2 separate regions of the Sus scrofa genome follow, and region 2 is linked to region 1. Evidence: chromatin contacts called from public Hi-C data. All regions are on one chromosome and are shown on one strand. Each heading gives the region's core, a stretch centred on a gene start, on an enhancer-like site or on the middle of the called end of the contact. The rest is flanking DNA. Distances are from core to core; before and after follow the strand shown. Region 1 holds the start of PTPRK (receptor-type tyrosine-protein phosphatase kappa). Region 2 overlaps PTPRK (receptor-type tyrosine-protein phosphatase kappa).

Region 1 (3,257 bases), core at 480-2,979:
TTATTTCCAGGAAACCGGGTAGCCACAACAACGAGAGAAACTGACAAGTGCAAAGTTCTTTCGTTCTCCGCGTCCTGTGGCCACAGCCAGGAGAGGGGCTGTCGCTTCCCCCGTCTTCTCCAGCACTCCTCGGCCACCTCTGCGTCTCCATCTGCACCGCGAACCAAGGCAGCGCTCGCCAGCCAAGCTGAGCTGGGTAGGCTGGCCAGAAAAGTTGTCAGGACCGGCGGGAGGCAAACGATTGCCCGGGAGCCTGCTCCCCAGCGTCCACTTGGTGAAACTTCAGGGCCCCCAGAGGAGAGAACGAAAGAAGCAACCGACAGGAAGGATGACAAAACTGGAAGGGAACGGAGGATGGGAATGCGAGAGACGGGGCTTCATGGACTTCTCTAAGTGGTTTTACTAGAATATAAAGTGCTTAACACGCGAGACCGCACCGCATCCCTCCTTTTGGGTTCTCCTGGCGGGTGGCAGTCGTTTGCAGTCCCCAATCATCCAAGCGGGCTCCGGGAGCAGCTGGGCCAGCTTCGCGGTGGCTCTGCCGGAGAGGCGGGCTCCCACACCGTGGGTCAGGCTTCCCCGACCCGGCGCCCAGACCTCGCTGCCCAGGACGATCCTTAGAATCGTGTTTCCAAACACCTAGCAGGCTCCGCCAACACACACACACAACACACACACACACACCCTACTCCGCGCAGTGCCCTAACCCACCGGGCGAGCCCAGGAGCAGCCCGCCACTGGGGGAGGAGAAAAGGACTGCGGGAAGGACGGGGAAGTAGTTAGACAATAGTCAAGGGAGGTTATTCCCTGGACAAAAAGCACCTGGCAAAGCGCGCCGAGGTCAGTCCCTTCGAGTCTCCACATTTCTGACAATGGCTTCCCGGGGGAAAAAAAATTTGTGAACGCTCCAGTGGCAGAGAGCCACAAGCCCGCACCACGAGCAACAGCGTAGCCATTCCCAGAGTCGTAACTACTTTTTCTTTCTCTCTTCCCCGGCGCGGTGCAGCCTGCGCCGGGCGCCGAGAATCCCAGTTTCCCAAGAAAAGCCCAGTCTCGCGCACTCCCCACAGCCCTGCCCGCCGGCGCTCCGAGCGAGCCTCTGCCGGGAACAATGGGTTGCGAGGATGAAAGTTACCTGAGCCGGTGGCGCCCAGGAGAGTGCCCCGTTTCCCACCTGGCATAAAGTCTGGGGACATCGCTCCCTCCGCCTGGTACACCCCCGGGCCGCTAAAGCTTCTCCTAAACCCTTGTTCCCAGCCCTGGAGTGGAGCCGATTCCACCCCCGGCGAACCCGGGCCCGGGGCGTTCGTCGGGGTTCCGGAGTTCCGGACGCCCCCACTCCCACCCCGCGCCCCGCCCCGGCCACTCACCTGCGGAGAACTGGCCTTGGGCCGACCCTAGGAGAGGCCAAGGGGAGAGGAGCAAGAGCGCTACAAAAACAGGCAGCGCCGCCGCCGCTGTATCCATGTCGACTTTGGGAGAAGTTTCAAGCCGCTTTGCAAAGAGCGGCCGGGGGTATCGCAGCGAAATCCACGGCTGGGCGGCCGGCCGGGCCTGGCGGGGTGAGGGCGGGGAGTCGACGGCCGCCCTCCAGCACTTTTTCCTGCTCCGCGGTCGCCAAACTACCTCTGGGGCGCCAGCGTCGCCCGCGTCGCCCGCCGGCCGCGGCGGCAGCTCTCCATGCTCGGCAGAGGCTGCTCCTGTTAGTCAAGAGTTACTTTGCTCGGGGAGGGACGGGGGCGGAGCCAGGGGTGACGTAGCCCCGCGGGCTCGGGGCGCTTCTGAGGAATGCTGGCTCGGGCGCGCCGCCGCCTGCCGGAGAGACGCGCGCCAACCCCGGCCGCGCGCCCAGCGCTCCGCTTTGCCTTTGTTCGCCACCCGGGCCCTGCCGCCCGCCGCGGCTCCAGGCCAGCAGGCGGGAAAGGGGACCGCGCACCGCTGGCTGCCCTGTTCCAGAAATCGCATTTGAGAAGCGAGAGTTGGGTAAGCAGTGTGGCCGGACCCCGGAGGACAAGCGCAGAGAAACCCCGCCGCCCGAGCAGTGCCGTCCTGGGGTTCTGTCCCCAAGGTGGAGGTCCCATCGGAGCGCTGGCGGTAGGGAGAAGCGTAGACGTGCCCGGAGGAAACACCCACCTGCCTTGCAAACTCTCTGTTCTCTATTCATGTACTTGGGAATAAGACACCCCACCCCCGTAGAAAACTTATTGTTCCTTCTTCATACAAAAATAAAACTTGAACCAAAATAAATGTTCAGTAACTTTCCAGCGTGAACAGCTGGCATGGCTCCTTTCTGATTTGTCATTTGCCGAATATTTGGATTTACTTTCTGCTTCACTGACTTTGCTTGTTGCTCTGAAACCTTCCGGCCTCTTTCCACTTCTTCCCTCCGGAAGAACCTAAGAACTGCATCAGGACATATAATCTTTGCCTCTCACATGCGTCGGCTGGAATAGGAAAGGTTTTTTGTTTTGTTTTTAATATCCGAGAGCTTTTTAAGATCTAGGTATTTAACAAAAGAACTTTACCCCCACAAAGAAAACAGCAACGAATGATTTCATCCGGATGAAAATAATGCTATATTGTGACAGTAAAGTATTTTACAGTTTGCTACTTCTTCAGCAGCTTGAAGAGGTTTCCCCATATGCCACACTTACTTGCTTCTGTGAAAAGACTGTATAGTGCATATTTTAATCATTTTTATAAAATAGATGTGGTCACAATTGAATCAACATAAATTTTATTCAGAATTTTGACATCATATATACAATACCTAGAACAATGGAATCTCTTGACTGACATCTGTCAGTTCCTCAGCTTTTAGTTTTTGTAAATCAAGACAATGTGACATTCAATTATATCTAACATTCACACAATTTACCAAGGCACATATTCCTTTATTCAGATTAAGCATGTGATATTAATGACCAGATTTATTTTAGAGCTGTATATATATATATATATATATATGTATGTATGTATGTATGTATAGTGTGTGTGTGCATATATATTCAGCAGGAAAAACATTTTTTTTTAAATTTCATAAGCATAGAGGCTTGACTCAACATAACTGAGAGTCTCATAGCTGGCTCTTTTGCACACTGACGAGTCCAACACTTGTCAATTCAATTCAGCATTAAGTTCATTCTTCCTAAGGGTACAGTGAAGAATTTTTTGGTTATTAACCTTAACTTTTAACACATCACTGTTCCTATTCCTTTGATTAAGGAATATTCCTAAATCCTGGAAAAAGAAAAAAA
Region 2 (3,445 bases), core at 761-3,260, 210 kb before region 1:
AGAGGTCACACAGAAATTTAAGTTTTACGGAAACCTGGAAGGCCTTTAAAAAAAAAAAAAAGACCGATTCCAATTAACTATCAGATGTCCAAAGACAAAATAACTGAAGAAAAATTGATTTTTGTTATCTGTATTTTTCTTACTGAAATGTTATCTGATTAATAAACAGTACAGCATTGTCAGATTAAACACATTAGAAGGAAATGATTCTTGCATTTGTGTGTGACTAGGAATCCTGCCCCAGTAGGATATATCTTTTTTCATCTTAGTACATGAAGATCGGCCCATTAAATATATGTAAATAATGGATACAGTGGTATGGTAAACAAGGGATCTGAAGTGCATTAATTCAACTTCAACAAGCTGCGCTAAACGCCAATAAGGGAGCTAAACAAGAACAACGGGCATCTCTTGAACCCTTTGGAGCATCTGTCTTCCCAGGTCCCCTTGAATAAAACAAACTCCTAAGAAACAGTCATGAATTAAACAAACACTGCCTAACTCTCCTTACTGCTCATTATTTTTCAATCTCCTATTAAAAGGGATGTGAATTAATTTCATGGAAACATTTCTCAAAAGAATTAGTGAAGGGACACTTGACAGCTCCTGCTACACTAAATGAAAACAGGTATGATTTAGTAGAATAACAAGAGACTTCTGTCATATACTTGCAATAATTATTGTGTTAATGGGACGCTTTTCTTGATTTGTTTACATTTGTTTACACACTGTAAGTTGCATCAATGAATCAATACAAGCAGAGTCCAAAGGAAAAATAAAGCAGGTGTTTTATAATAAAAGCAAATCACCACCAGGAACCAGACAGAAGTTACCCTCACCAGATAAGTTTTAAGAAAACAATGACTATAATAACATGGAAGTTTTTTCAAACCTTATTTAGAATACTTTAAATGAAATACATAGGGAATCACTGCGTAAAATTCAGCAGCAAAAGGCTGCCTTGTTAATAACAGCCAATCAAACAAAAGTTATAGCGTGAGTGTAAAAAAATGAGCCCAAGTGCCCATGTTAGGGAATTACTGTTGCCAGAACTAAAATAAGCCAACTTTAGTTGTGGCTAACTTCAAAGGTCACTGATACGGCTAAAGTCCAAAACTTTAAAAGCAAGATTAAATTAGGACAGAAGAAAGAGGGAATGATTTCAACCATTTAATAATAAACAACTTAGTCCATACATGATGATAAGAAGCTTTCACTTAGCACTTGATCAAATATTAAAACAGAGTAAAGGTGAGGTTCCCATCATGGAGAACTACTTCCCATTCATATGTTGAAGTCCTGATCCCGTGTGTGTGTGTGTGTGTGTGTGTGTGTGTGTGTGTGTGATATTATATTAGAGATTGAGACTTGGGGGTGATTAAGGTTAAATGAGGTTAAAAGCTTAGGACCCTAATCTGATAGGCATGGTGCCCCTATAAGAAATGGATGAGACAGGAGTTCCTGTTGTGGCTCAGTGGTTAACGAATCTGACTAGGAACCATGAGGTTGCAGGTTTGATCTCTGACCTCACTCAGTGGGTTAAAGATCCAGTGTTGCAGTGAGCTGCAGTATAGGTTGCAGACCTGGCTCCGATCTGGAGTTGCTGTGGCTGTGGTGTAGGCGGGCCACTACAGCTCCAAATAGACCCCTACCTAGCCTGGGAGCCTCCATATGCCGTGGGTGTGGCCCTAGAAAAGGCAAAAAAAAAAAAAATAAAAATGAAATGGATGAGACAGACAGCAGAGCTCTCCCTCTCTGTTATGTGAGGATACAGGGAGAAGCTGGCCATCTGCAAGCCAGGAAGCGAGCACTCACCAGGAACCAAATAGACCAGCACTTTCATCTTTAGCCTTTGCACTGTAACAGAAATAAATTTCTATTGCTTAAGGCACCCAGTCTATAGGATTTTGCTATGTTAGCTAGAGCAAACGAATACATCTTCCTACCCTCTTTTCTTCAGTGGGGCTCAACAAAGATGAATGAGGACCAGTAAAAACTGGAAGCACTCCAAGAGCTATGGCACAAGAGTGATAACCTCTCTTCCTCACTCTGCATGGATGGTTCATGAGCATGCCCTTACTCCAGCCCCTGCCCTTCAAGATCATCTTTCAGAGACTTTTTATTTAAGTAAACAGTCATTTGGTTTAAGTCCCAATCTTCTTGGGTCCAAAGCCAGAAGTATCTTTGGAGTGTAACAAACGTTCCATTGCCAAAATATCAGTGAAATGCATGTTAACATAAACCTTTAAAAAGGAGACAAAAACAAAAGATGCCATGCTTATCCGGTTCTTATAGTTTGTTTTGTTTTTTTTTTTTTAAACAGCGGAAAATGTTAAGAAGAAAATGGGTTGCAAAAGCTCAGTGTTTATTTCTCAGTGAATTAGGGGGTAAGAAAAAAAAGAGGCACATTCTGCTATATTATTACTTTCCAATTTCTGGCCAAACCCCTGTAGTTTTCATCACGCATCATTTTTGTGATTAATGATGTGCACCCAGTTAATGGAAAACAGCAGATTAGGTTTCCACTAATAGTTTTGGAAGTTCTGTCTGTCTGCCTCATTTGGTAACAACCTCACTGTTCAGTAAGAAACTAATGGATTTAATCCCAAAGCAGAATTTAGTTTTACACATACAAGACAGGTCAGATTTCCAGAGTGGAGACAATTACATTTTTAGAGGTATGCTGATCTTCAGTTGAAATTTAACACTGAGATTATACCTCATAAGGTTGGGGTTGTAATTTTATTTTCTTTTTTAGTTCTTTTTAGGGAGCAATTAAAAAATTTACAGTACTTACTTAAGGCCTATTAAAATAGGCAGAATTAGCAACTTGTAACCATGGCAAACAAAATACTTGTAATATGATACTTTCTATAATTAGCATACTGAGCTAAAAAGACATTTATTTTTCTGAAGACACCAGTGAGAAACAGTTCCTTATATATTAGTGTATCACTTCAATGTTTATATCATTAATAAAATTTACATTTGCTTATTCGGTTTCACTATAGAAAATGTTGGTTCCAAATAATTATGGCTTAACAAAAACGATGAGGTACAGTGGAAAACATACTAATCTAGGAATCAAGAAATCAAGAGGCGAGATTTATAGAATAATTTCTGCCTCAAATTACTCTGGAAACAAATCTTTTGTTTTCACTTTCCCCACAACATTTCATAGCTCTATCTCTTAAGTCATTTAACAATTCTTAGATTGTTTCAAGTTTTATCTAAGTACATTCAATATTCCCGTGTGGACCTACATTTTTATCTCCTGTAGGGCCAAGCTACACTGTATACTTCAGGAGAAGAGATATCCCCAGTGTGGGGTCTCATGCCATTAAGGTGTCAATTAATTAGACATTTTCATAAATAAAAAAACCTGAGAAGAAGAGAGCATGGATGGGGAAGTATGAAGAGCTAGAGCACAGAGTACTTTTAGGGC

What was found. A called contact is a pair of places that touch in the nucleus more often than the background predicts.
Region 2: a Hi-C map of liver shows a contact between it and region 1, with 1.8 times the contacts expected there. The contact joins the enhancer-like site here to the promoter of PTPRK in region 1. A contact is called at or near these places in 1 of 5 promoter capture datasets (liver), 6 of 47 Hi-C or Micro-C datasets (embryonic fibroblasts, fetal heart ventricle, liver and 1 more) and 1 of 2 datasets of contacts at active chromatin or transcription factors (skeletal muscle).

Annotation. Positions count from the first base shown.
Region 1 is chr1:34,691,835-34,695,091 of Sscrofa11.1, reverse strand. It overlaps PTPRK (receptor-type tyrosine-protein phosphatase kappa), which reads right to left and starts at 1,729. Exons shown (of 30, transcript XM_003353215.4): 1 at 1,371-1,729. The coding sequence starts at 1,467.
Region 2 is chr1:34,901,091-34,904,535 of Sscrofa11.1, reverse strand. The region is part of intron 3 of PTPRK (receptor-type tyrosine-protein phosphatase kappa); the gene reads right to left. Among named protein-coding and RNA genes, the nearest start is that of PTPRK, 210 kb to the right of the region's middle. Within about 2 kb of position 2,010, at least 4 of the 83 cell types and tissues checked have an H3K27ac peak or open chromatin away from gene starts, as enhancers often do. A contact at or near this core is called in liver, where this site is marked.